Linked DNA regions of Anas platyrhynchos: region 2 is linked to region 1. A link is a contact called in public Hi-C data. All regions are on one chromosome and are shown on one strand. The core of a region is the stretch at or near the end of the contact, and the rest is flanking DNA. Distances in the headings are between cores, read along the strand shown. Region 1 has its middle 28 kb from the start of IL6. Region 2 has its middle 49 kb from the start of CDCA7L.

What was found. A called contact is a pair of places that touch in the nucleus more often than the background predicts.
Region 2: a contact with region 1 is called in a Hi-C map of skeletal muscle, with 2.7 times the contacts expected there. The contact joins two enhancer-like sites. A contact is called at or near these places in 4 of 8 Hi-C or Micro-C datasets (F1 follicle, F5 follicle, skeletal muscle and 1 more).

What each region holds. Positions count from the first base shown.
Region 1 is chr2:126,285,691-126,292,379 of IASCAAS_PekinDuck_T2T, forward strand. No RefSeq gene overlaps it. Among named protein-coding and RNA genes, the nearest start is that of IL6, 28 kb to the left of the region's middle. Within about 2 kb of position 4,486, at least 1 of the 8 cell types and tissues checked has an H3K27ac peak or open chromatin away from gene starts, as enhancers often do.
Region 2 is chr2:126,507,626-126,513,806 of IASCAAS_PekinDuck_T2T, forward strand. No RefSeq gene overlaps it. Among named protein-coding and RNA genes, the nearest start is that of CDCA7L, 49 kb to the right of the region's middle. Within about 2 kb of position 4,431, at least 1 of the 8 cell types and tissues checked has an H3K27ac peak or open chromatin away from gene starts, as enhancers often do.

The DNA.
Region 1 (6,689 bases), core at 3,236-5,735:
TGTGGTGGTATAAAACTCCCTTAGTTCTCATGTTGGCTTGGTCACACTCAGCCAGGGTTTTGACAGCTCTGCAGGCACCACCAGCAGAAATTTCGGAGCAAAATTGGCCTGGCTTGCTGCCACCTCTTCATCTGTTGATGTTGTTTCTGAATTTCCTTAGAGTCAGTGAGATCACAGCCTCTAAACACTACAGCTTCCCAGCAGTATGCCGGAGGAAAGGACCCAGTCACTAATTCTTTTATAATGTTTGGCTTAATATCTGTTGAAATTAAAAACAAATTCTATCTAGCATCATCCCCTCTGAAATAGGATGACCTTTTCCTTCAGCACTCCAGAAGCTGGGTATGCTTGTCACAGCTCCCTGTTTGACATCTGTGGTTGTTTTTTGGTAGTGATGGGGACTGCATTTCGGTGTCCTTACAAGTATCCTGTACATGTATCTCAGGTATTGCTCTTGCTTTTTACTGTTCTGACTCTGAAATAATAGCACAAAATTTAGTGCACAAGATATGGTAACTCTCCCCTGGGATCTAGGTTTTGTGTAGGATTATTATGCCAAAGAACATAATTGGCATCATGGACTTCAGTTTTGAAAACTTTACAGAATCTTTTCTAGTTAATTCCACCCATAAGAAATCATGTTTTCAACAGCTCGCTAAATTATCTTGGAGTCACCCTCTTAGGAAAGACTTTCTCATTCCACTCTTCTGGAAATGGAGCCATCAAATACTTTTCTGGAAATGGTAACCTAGCAGGAGCAGATGTTACTGGTTCTCTGGACTCTCCCTAACTAACAAGTGAGTCTTTTCACTCCTCAGTGTGTTACAGCTTTTCTCTAGATTAAATTACGCTCAGCTATTTCTGCTCAGTGTAACTGGCATTGAGACAGCTGGCTGGTTTTGGCATCCAGAAAGCAGGTAAGTACATTGTATGCTGATAGGAAGCAAGTTGCTCCATCAGATAGAGTGGAACAAATTGTGCACTAAGTCAGTACGGGGCCTAGAAGGACTTGTGAGCATTAGTAGAGTCCTCTTCCCACAAAAAGAGTAAAGTCTCAGTTGCAGAGACAAGAAAATGCTGTCTAACAATGCTTGGTGGATACCTTAGTCCCTGCTTATGTGCACTGTCTTTATTCTAAACTGTTTTATTTATTCTATTATTATTATTATTATTATTATTTAATTCTGATTTATTTTTCTTTGCCTTTTTCTTTGCCTTTTTCTTTTTCTTGTGTATCAGAATGAAATTGTAGCAAATAGTCTCTCTTTGACTGCCAAAAGTTATGGGGGTAGTGAATGCTGTGATCTTCTCTGCTTGATGCTTTCCCCTGGGATTCACCACCCTGGGCCATGCTGGCAGCAGAGGCAATATGGGTGTGAATGCACTGGTGCTTTTTTTTGTCTGGCTCATCACAGTATTTTGGCTTCTCATGAATGATTCAGTTGTACTCTGACACTTATTTATTTGTTTGTTTGTTTGTTTATTTTATTATTATCTCTTCTAGTACTCTAAATATTGATGTAACTGTGACATAACGTTGTGTGCTCAGCTACCTGTCGCTCTTGCATGATTCATGTGCTAATGGTGTTCTGGTCATCCTGCACTGGCTGTGTCAGGCTGTGAAGTCAGATGTGAGTTATTTCCCAGAGAACAGTTTAATGTACTTCTAAAAGATCTGCGTGTACTATCTGCGAGCAGCCTGACTCATCCTTTTCTTTGGCAAAAAAAATAATTTCCGTGGCTTTAGAAAACAGACTCTTGAAAAGTATCTTCTCTCTTTAAAATGAGAAAAGGCAACCCCTCAAAAAAAAGTTGTTGGTGAGTGATATTGTTGCTACACTATCCCATGTCTGTGAGATAAAATAGAAAAAAAAAAATCTCTCCTGAGCTGACTGTGGAAAAATAATGAGACTAGAAGAAAGTATATTTGCATCACTGAACACAACAGTAGTCATCTAAAAGCATGCTGCATATATGCATGTTCTGGAAGGGGAATTAGGCACTTTCTGTGAGAAACATGGGGGCTAAGGAGGCTGAAAGTTAACACACTAACCTATGGGCAGGCCAGGAGAGCACCAGACTGACCTCCTTCAGCCTACATAGCACAGGTAAAAATCTGGCAGTTCTTTGTCTTCAAGGTCTTGGGGGTGTGAGGTTATGGGAAGTTGAAGGCAGTGACAAAAGAATTCCACCAGGACCCCATACTAGTGATTTTTGGAGTAAACGTAGTGAGTGAGGTCATTGTCCCATGAAGTAGCTATCTTGTGCATCTTCTGCCAGCATATTCATGGTAACAGATGGTTCAGTATAGAGTGCAAAGCTTTCCTAGGAAAGTGGGGGAGTTAACTGAGTGCTTATCCTAAACTTGGTGTTGCCATGACTGGTTTAAAGCTTGGGTGTAGTTAGATACAGTGATCTAAATATAAGGATACTACCTTGCTGGGATTTAATGTCCAACTCTTGTCCTATGCCTTGTGTTAAGAAAAAGCTGCTAGAACATAATAAGCAGTACTGCACACAGCTTTTCCATTGAGCAGGGAAAGGAGAAGAACATGAAACATCCTTTTTGTGGGAATTTATATCTGGTCTTCGAACTACCAGTACTTTGCATTCATGGACAAAATAAATGGATATGAAATGCACCAAAAAAAATAAACTGCTATACAGAAAGACTGAAACCAGTCTACTGAAACCAGTATCCATCTTTACACATTGCCTCCACATGTTTAGTTTATACCTCTAGTACAGAGGTGGGCAAATTGTCTTTGCAAGCAGTTTTGTTTCAGTTTCCAACAGAAAAGTATGGGAACCCATGGGAGATGGTGGCAATTTTGGGAGTCACAGGAAGGCTATAGAAGGCTGCAGTAGACAAAGGGCATTAGAGCTCCAGTTTGGGGTAATGGTAAAACACCTGTAAGGTTGTGAGATTCCTAGCTGTACCAGAGTTGTACCTACAAGCACTAGGTAGCCTGTTAGGACCATCTGGAATACAAGGAGTACGAAATGATCTCTGATATAATGCGAAAACAACTATCCTCAAATGAATTACTTGGACTGAAAAATTACTTATGTTTTTGGCAGTGGAAAACTGTTTGGAGAAAAACTCTCCCTCTCTCCCCTCCCCCCAAAAGTTTTATCAGGCTTTCAGAGTATTTTTCATTTCTTAGGAATGGCGTGGGTTTTTTGGATCAATGTAGAATTTTAAAAATAGCAACATGAACTCCTACCACTTTTAAAAAGCTAATCAGTAGTTTTTATGCCAGGATAAATTCTTCTTCTCTAACTTATATGAGGTCCTCTTTGGCTGCTGAGATAACTGCCTAGGAAGTCCTAAGAATAAAGAAAACGTCCTGTCGTATTTAAATAGCAGAACTCTTTGTAGGCCAAAAATTGGTAAAAACATTTTTCTTACTTTAAGATATTTATGTTATTTTTACTCTTTTACCCTGTATAATATTACTTCAAAAGAGGTTTATTTTATTTTATTTTATTTTATTTTATTTTATTTTATTTTATTTTATTTTATTTTATTTTATTTTATTATTATTATTTTAGAAAGAGTCTTATATAGATATTATTTAAAAATCTGTGAATTCACTGGCTGCTGCAAGATACATATCTCACACTTACTCAGTCTTCAGCAAAGCCCTGCATATACATTCGTGCTTTGTAGTCCACCATTAGGTTCCAAGTTTAATAGACCTCTTATTACTCTTTCTGTTGCAACTCCCACAAAAATCTTATGATGTCTCTAGAATAAGATTCCCCAACTGATATATCATATTTTAAAGGTGAGATACTGTATATGGGAAATGCAGTCTCCAGCTTATGTTTCAAAAACGGTTTGATGTCCTTCTTAAGTTTTGTATCTCAAAAGCTAGTTTAGACTGATCTTGGGTCTAATCCCTAAAATCTTACTAGCTGTGCCCTGACATAATTAAGGATATGATTTAGGAAGCATCAGAAAGCTGCTTCTTAATTTTAATTTATGCAACCACTGCTGCAAACTAAACTGGAAATGCACAGTGCTATGAGGATAACTTTGGATGCAGTCCTATTTAGAGGTCAAAAAGAGTCCAGAGCAGAGGAGAAGGGGAAAATTCAGCCATTATTTGAGCCAGTGTATTAACTGGTTAGTCTAGAAAGTTATACAGAGATCGGTTTTAAGATAGACATGGCAGCTGTGAACTGGATGTTTGTTACCTATGTTCTTACTCTAGGGTGTGCGTTATTGGTCTTGTTCATCAGCTTGGAAAGTTAATAACTTGCGTAATCCATGCAATTTGTTCTTTTTAAATTCCCTCCCTTCAAGTCCTGATGATAGTGTGTTCCAGTAAATCAACAGCAAAGAATTTTTTTCCTTCCTGGTATTTGTCTGAAACTTCAAATTGTTGTTTTATCCCTTACAAATTGAGAGCGACCAATAAGAGTTGGACACATCTCTCATTTCAAAGTTGGCAGGCAACTCTGAAATCCCACACACGTACCTCTGCCAAGTGGAAAGGGAAAGCAAAATGAGGGAAGGAGAGCCACCGCTGTACTGTACAGTCGGCTGACGGGAGGTGCGTCAGCAGAATGACTCTGGCTTGACACAGTCAAATAGGAGATCGTGAGGGGCCACCTACAAATAATTAGTTTTATTTCTCCTCAGGGTTTTATTCATTGCTGGAAATGAAACATAAAACGGATGAAATAGATTAGGAATGAAGTCTAAGAGGACAATGTTCGAAAGTGTGGTTTTACTGTAACTACCTTCACTGGAAAAGAGGTCCCTAATGGTTGGTTTGCTTCTGTAAATTGGTCTCACTCCTTTTAAAAGCAATGATACAATGTTAGAAACTCTCATTTTTTTCCTTTCTTTCTTGTTTTGGGCTTCAAACTTCACCTTCCATGAAGTACTTTATAATCATTTACATGCTAATTATGCACTGCATATTAACGATGTAGCAGGTGTAGGGCATAAAATGAAGATATTCAAAATTAGCCCCTCCCAATCAAACCCTAAACCTAATTTTGAGAGAGATATTTAGCTCAAAGTGAAAAATAAATAAAATAATTTAGTTTGAACAACATGTAGAGACACATTAATTCCTGGAATTGATCAAAGACACTTTTTCTTTGCACTGGAAGACACCACCAGTAGGGAGGGATTCAGACATGGTCCTTTTGTTGCCTACCATGCTACAGACAGGGAGCCACTGGCCATGTTTTGATGGCCATAAGAAACTCCTGTAGGCCACTGTTAAACATCTGCCTTTAAAAGCTGAAACACCAGTAGTGTTCTTCATTTTCTAGATACCTAAGGCCAAAGTTATTGCAGCATCCATCATCTTAGCAAGGAATTTGTGATATCTAAAGGAATGGAAATAACATTAGAAATGAGGAAGACCTGAGTCCCCTGACATCAGTTAATTTCTGAATTGATGAAGCTATCTAGCTGAAGCTTAGTGTATGAAACTATCTTGAAATTATTTTGAAAAAAATATTTCACAGATGAAACAACTTCTGTGAATTAAACAGTTTTATGGAAAATGTCGCTATCTTTTTATCTGGTCTGTGGTTAGCCTCAGGAAAATCTCTCTGTCTTCCCATGGTAGTAATATTAATGTCATCCTTTCCCTCAGGTAAGTTCATATTTCTGATATGTTAGATGTCTGAGGTAGAAATCCTGTTGAGGTTAACACCTCTGTACCGTTCCTGGGGCAGAAAGTTTCAGGAAAGACCCAGAAGGTGATGGGTGAAGGAGGGATCATCTGTTGAACAAAATGTGAAAATGCTGAGTGACTCTCTCCTCCCCTGAGCAGAACTCATCCTGGACACCCCATGAGGTGAGAATCTCTTGAAGAAATAGTTCATATACCTGGAAGTAAAGACAATCTTGAAGTGTCTGTATCCAGAAGGAAACAGTGTGATCCTGGCCTGTTCATGTGCTTCATTGTAAGCAATTTCCTCCTAACCCACTTATTTTTAAGTGATATGTAATATTAATCAGGGAGAATAGCCACAGACTTGAAGTGAATGAACCATTATAACACCCCTATAAAATACTTTCTAAAGGGTACATATGCATGTAATTTAACTTGAAGAATCAAAGTCCTTTTACAAGTAAAGAAAGTGTTTAAAAACAGCTGATCCCTTCCCTTCCCTTCCCTTCCCTTCCCTTCCCTTCCCTTCCCTTCCCTTCCCTTCCCTTCCCTTCCCTTCCCTTCCCTTCCCTTCCCTTCCCTTCCCTTCCCTTCCCTTCCCTTCCCTTCCCTTCCCTTCCCTTCCCTTCCCTTCCCTTCCCTTCCCTTCCCTTCCCTTCCCTTCCCTTCCCTTCCCTTCCCTTCCCTTCCCTTCCCTTCCCTTCCCTTCCCTTCCCTTCCCTTCCCTTCCCTTCCCTTCCCTTCCCTTCCCTTCCCCCCCCCAAAAAAATGATATTTATGTTCAAACACTTCAATTTTAATCTAACTTCTTACCTTAACTCTATGAAGCAGGTTGGCCAGGATTTTTCACATTTCATGGAGAATCTATCAGATATCCCTGAGATCTGGCTTTGCATGCTCTCACACCTCAGTTGAAGGGACAGAAATGCTGATTCATTGACCAAGATCACAGAATCACAGAATCATCTAGGTTGGAAGAGACCTCCAAGATCACCCAGTCCAACCTCTGACCTAACACTAACAAGTCCTCCACTAGACCATATC
Region 2 (6,181 bases), core at 3,181-5,680, 220 kb after region 1:
CTTTACAGCTCCTACAGCAACCACCATGTCACGCTGACAGCACAAGTAGCTACAGTAACACCTTGAAATACGTGGCTGTATCAGGTATCAGAGAATCACACAGTGCAGTTCATCTATCAGTGTAGGCCTGAAGACACGGGGCAAATAAACAGTCTGAAGCAAGGAGATAAATATTTTCCTCTGCATTCGCTCCAGTCTGGAAGAAGGCTGCTGGACTTCATAAGACCTTTATAAAAGTCCAGAAAGCCTAGGGAAAGTGAGCTTTGGCATGTGCCCAGCCTCGGAGGTCAGGGATGATGCAGTCTGCATACTGGCTTTTAGCTTTCACTGCCATTTTCACTCCACCACCTCAGAGGTCTGTACTGCCAGTGATTTGCAGAGGCACCATCCTTCACAGATCATCCTAGACTCTGCAGTTTTGAGAACTGGCTGAGCTTTGGCATTATCTTCCATCCCTCTCCTATCCCAGGCAGACTATGAAAGGAGGGAAAGGGGGACAATCCTGAAAGCCTCAGAAAGCTTCCTTTGCTCTGAAGGGTGCTGCAAACTCTTTCCTGGTCCTGCTTCCCCAGGGGGAATCCTCAAGGTAGAGGTAACTTTTGTCCTTACCATTGATAAAAACACAGCAAGCAAGAGAAAGCATTTAAGATCCATTTAATTTGGGTCTCAGGAGAGAGAGAAGAGCTATTCAGGAGGCCACATAAACCCAGCAGGTGAAGGGGAAGCTCTTTGTGGGTCTGATTGATTGCACCTGTATATTGGCCTGCTTAAGTCGTTAACTTGTAAGAAGTGGAGAATGCAGGGTTTGTGTATAAGCAGTTTGTCCTTGTGTGTGTGGACTAGCTGTAGTGTGCCTTAAGGTCCTGGTACCATTGATAACTCTCTGTAAAGTTTCAGCTATCTCTGAAGGACGGAATCAGAGCAGTCCTGGGGTGCTAAGAAATACTGATTCAGCAATGTTTAGAATAAGATTTGGTAGCAAGTTCTTTGACCTTTAATTTACAGAAGGTTGGAGAAGCACAAGTCTAAAATGAGTAAGAAATGAAGCAGAACTAAATGAGCAGAAGAACACCAAAGGACGGTTACTCTGGTAGCTTCCCTTGATTGATTTAAATAATTACTTCTGTGGAAAGACGGGGTATGAACTGTATGATATCTGGAACAGGTTTTCTTTTTGTCTTGCACTTGAATTCTTGCAGAAAGTTGTCAAGGCTTCTAAAACTTGAGCAGGTTGGGTTCTTGTCTTGGCCTCCTGCTGTTGTTCTGTCACAGGTGCAGGTCCTTTCCTCTCCACAGGAATATGGGTTTGATGGAGCCTTACTTGTCATGGGGAAGTGACACTGACAGAAGTCACCCATTTAACCTAAGGGTCTCTTGAGAGAGGCACCACCAGCTGTGACAGATGGCTTGAGAGCACAGAGCTGGAGGGGAATTTACCAAGAAATGTAAATAGTGATGATTCAAACCTAGGGATGACAAAGGATGGTGAATATCAAACCCCAGATCAAGCAGTTCCACAGTAAGTTGTACAGGCTTTTAACAAATATTTGTGCAAGCTCTCTTTTATGCACGAAGAAGGTTTGTATTGCTTGATGAGCAATTAAACTGCTGCTGAGGCCACTTGGGCCTGATTCCTGCATAGGCCTGCTCCCATGATGAGTGCTGTCGGTGGAGGTGACTAGGACAAACAAACTTCTGTTGAGGGATTTGGCTCAGCATTTCAGGGCGACAGTTTGTCAGCCATAAATCCCCTGAAAATGTGGAATCTTATGGTTATGTCAAGCACTTCAGAAAAAGCTTCCATTGAAACAAACCCAGCTACAGTTGTAAGGGAATCTCTCCCCTTTCATTCAGAGCAACAATGGAAAGTTACGTTAACCTATTGATTATTGGTTGGAAGCCTCTATGTAAGTCCAAACAGATGATGATGTGATGATAGGAACTATCAGAGAGGCATATGACTTGACTAGGAATGATTTGAATGAGTTCAAAATAGTTTAGAATTAATATAGACATTCTTGCTTACTGTTTATTTGATGAGGTTTACTTCATTTTAAGCGAAGTAGCTAACTTTAAAAAGATTTTCTGCTGAATAGTATAATTCAGTTTAGCCAATTAAATTTTATTTTTATGCTTTTTGCCAGTGTGGATTAATTCTCAGAGTGATATGAGTGAGTCCAGGAGACTCGATCTGTGTTTGTGCAAGTGCAAATGAGGAGAGACTTGGGCTAAATGCTGAGGCTTTCTGGGGAAGTTGAGTGATATCATAGGTATCATTTCCTGACAAGAACTAGAGAAGAAACCGCCAGTGCCAAGTTTTATGAAAAGACAGGCAGGGTTCTTACAGGGAGCATCTCAGTAAGGAGCACATCATCATTTTGACCAAGGAGAGGGCTTGGTTGGTGTGGTTGCTTCCAGCAAAAGCTGCTGCCAGTTTGAACAAACTTTTCTTGCAGCCAATCTGCTCGTAGCTGTAGCTTCTCTTTCCAAAACTCAGATACCATTGACATCTAGTGGTGAAATCCTGTGCCTGGAGAGACAGTTTATTGCATCAAAACTGCCTGTGTGATCTCGAGGGACTGAAGGCCATAGTGCAGCTGTGAAAGGCTCCTGTCATCTGTGTGGTCCGCTGACCCCCGTTTATTAGATCTGTTGACTCAGATTCCCATTTAAGTGGATTGATGTGATTATCTGTTCAGCCTTTTTGTGCACGTTTCCCCCTGGATTTAGTTTCCAGCTTTTATGATGAGAGGGCACATTCACTTAGGACAGATGCTAATGGGAATAAAGACCTTCACCTCCTCATCTGCCAGTAGCCCCCCGAGTCAGCATCTCATCCAAAGCTGCTGGCTGCAACGTGAGCATTTGGCCTGGGCTAGCTTCTCTAAACATGCCACAGAGTTGTCTGTATGTATTTGACAGAAGCAAGCAAATTCGCTGCCTGCTGGGTTAATAACACAATGCTGAGCTTGGTGTTTCATCCAAGTAGCAGTTCTGTGAGCCCAAGGAGTGCTTTTGTTGATGGTGGTGGTTGTTTTTTGTTTGTATATGTTTTGGTTTTGAGGAAGGTGCTGTTGTACATGTGCTCTGTTGGTGTTTGTTTGCAGCTATGTTCACCTGACCTTTGAAAAGCAGGAGGTTAAGCTGTTTTGTATAGCATTGCTGGGCTTTGATCCCAAATACAATGTGCTGCAAATGTACTGCACTGTGAAAGGAAAACAGGTTGCTCCTGGTTTCAGGTCTCTCAGGTGTATCTGTCAGGAGGCCAGGAGGTACAGCCCTGCTGGATTGTCCCCTGGAGCAGACATGGGGCAGTGCTGCACCTGGGGTAGGTGCTTTGGGGATGGTCTGCAATCTCTCTGCCATCATGGGTCATGTCCTCTTCACCCTGGGCACAGCACCCCAAATTCCCCATTTCTGCAGTGCCCCCATGTGCACAGCTGGGTCAGTGACTGAGCACACTGGGGCCAGCCAGCTGGAGCTAGCATATGGTGTCACAGGGAAGCTGCAAACGCATAAAACAATGGAGCATTTGGGAGTCAGTCATGTTACAAGTCACTGGTTGGAAGTCAGTGACTACTAAAAGGAGTAAAATTCAGAAAGGCTGAACATCGCTGCTGCTGGTCAGTGACAGCTGCAGGTTTTAGGGACTCTGGGAAAATCTGAATTTTCCCAAAAATAATAACTAGATTTTGATGTGATTTAGGGACTGGGAGAGCTGCAGTTTTATCATACGTGTATCATTTATAGTTATGAAGAAGCACAATGCCACTGCTTTTGAGCCTGCAGGCTAAGCCAAATCATGAACCTGGGAGATGTGCTATCCTCTTCCTCTATGTAATAACCCTCTTATTAAAAAAACACACACAACTTGTTAACTCTATCCTACCACTAAATCCTGCAGCTCATTATGGGATCTCTCCAGAGTGTATTTGTATTTGCTGTGCTGTTGTGACTGTGGTCACAGAGATTGTCACTGCTTAGCCTGGGGCGGTGACAAGGGCTGTTAACACCTGCTTTTTCCTGGGCTCAGGTGCTTGTGAACAGCAGATAAAAGAAATGTCAATAAATCTTATTCACTTAGTGGCATTTAGAGGGATCTGAAAGCACACAAAGATTAAGTCCCCCAGACACCATTGGCAGAGAGAAGTTACTGTACCTGTTTCATACATGCAGCAACTTAAGAGAGCAGCAAAGAGGCTTGGCCACGGTCACTCGCAAATCGTGATCTAGGTTTAGGTTGGAAAGGACCCTTATGGTCATCACATACAACCATCAACCTAACACTTCCAAGTCCACCATTAAACCACGTTCCTAAGTACCACATCCACACACATCTCAAACACCTCCAGGGATGGCATAGATCTTCCCGTTGGGACTGGAAACTCAACCACAGGGTTGAGCAAGCTTGCCACATCTGCTGCTTCTCCTAAACCAACTTCCTCTTCCCTTTGGCTGGCTGATGGTTGCCCAAGTAATGTACTCTGTGACGAGCCTAAGGACACAAGTCACTTTGAGTGTAGGAAAGCTGATGTGCATAGAGTCAGATACCACAGACAACAACCACAGACCTGAGGGGACATTTTAGAAGCTGGAGAAAGGTGGAGCACCTTTCTCAGGCTCCTCAGAGCAACCCCTTTAGGTAGAAAAGGAGCCCCTCTTCCTGGGGGCTGTTTCTGGTGTTTCCCCTTGCTTGCTACAGTCATGGCTCCAATCTTCACCCTAACATCTTTCTCAGCAGGCTGCTACTAGCAGTAGTTTGCTCCCTGGGCCTCCCAGTCTGCCAAAACAGCAACCAGATCTTACTGGCTTGGGTTTCACTACTATATAGTTTAATGGTTTTATTTTTTTCTGTGAATATCTTTGTTAAGAGAGGTTGAAGAGGGGGCTACTTTTGTATTCCTTACATTGCAATATCTCAGGCTGAATGCCAGCAAGAGCATACTGTGACCAAAAAGCAGATAATTGGCTCTAGGAAAATCCTGTCCTGTCTTGTGCAGAGGATTGCACTATCAGGTGATTGGCAAAAGAAGGAACTATGAAACTAAATTCTGCTTGAGTTTTGTTCTGCTTTATGTCAGCAATCACGTTTGTAGTAACCTGTGCTTGTGGGAGCACGAATTTACTGATGATACAATTGAGAGAGAAGAGGAAGCATTTTTAACCTAGTTTCTAAAAAAGAAAATGTCTCATTTGCTTGCTCTGTCTTATCCTTTGTTAACTTTCTAGTACTTGAAATTCATTCATCCAAGTCTGAAAGTGTAATGAAGGCTTCAGAAATAATTATGTGCCTGAGGGGAACGTGGAGGGCAGCTGGGAGAGATGTGAGGGAGTCAGGCAGGAGGGTGCAGCACCGCTCCCCAGCCCCTTGGCTCTGCGGCAGGCAGAAAGCCAGCTCGTGCCCAATGCTACATTAGCTCATGCCCAGTGGCAATTTTGCAGGTCATAGGAATCAGCGTGTGAGCATGTTCAAGCAAGGTAACAATAGCACACCTTGCTTTTCTTCCTGAAAGTTTAATGGCTGGTAGAGCTGGCAACGCATTGATCCAGGGTCATGAGCCAGTTCCTGCTTTTACCTAATGTTATTGCTGATGTCCTAATGTTAGTGCTGCCCTGTTCTGAGCTGACTACTACCAGTAAAACAGCAGGGCCATTCAATATTTGTAATTGGGGTGTGTATGTCTTTTTTTGCTTGCTTTCTTGCTTTTTATGTCTTCGGCTGCTGTATGGAGAAGTGGAACAGGGAACAGAAATTGAGCATCAGGGGAACAGAAATTGAACATCTGTCCTATTTCTATCCTGGATATTTCACAGTGCAAAGACCGGTGCTTGGCTATCTTGCAGCATCTTTTCTGAAGGTGCATAAATGGTTTAGGGCTGCCAAAATGAAAGATCCATGGAAGTCTTAAATCTTGTCTGGCCCAGCAAGACGATACAATCTGAATATAACAGAATGGCACCAGTGAATATAACAGAATGGCAGAACAGCGATTACACAAAGCAGATAGCAGTGCGGGTATGTTTTACTGCAACAAGATTTTGAACTGGCTTTTAATCAATAAAAAGACATTTCTAGTTGGAGCAGGTTGGATGGGAATCAGATCAAGTTTCCTGCCTTGTTTTCAAGTAGTAACAGGGAATTAAGCTTAAGTAATGTGAACTGATATTTGGATAGGGTTAT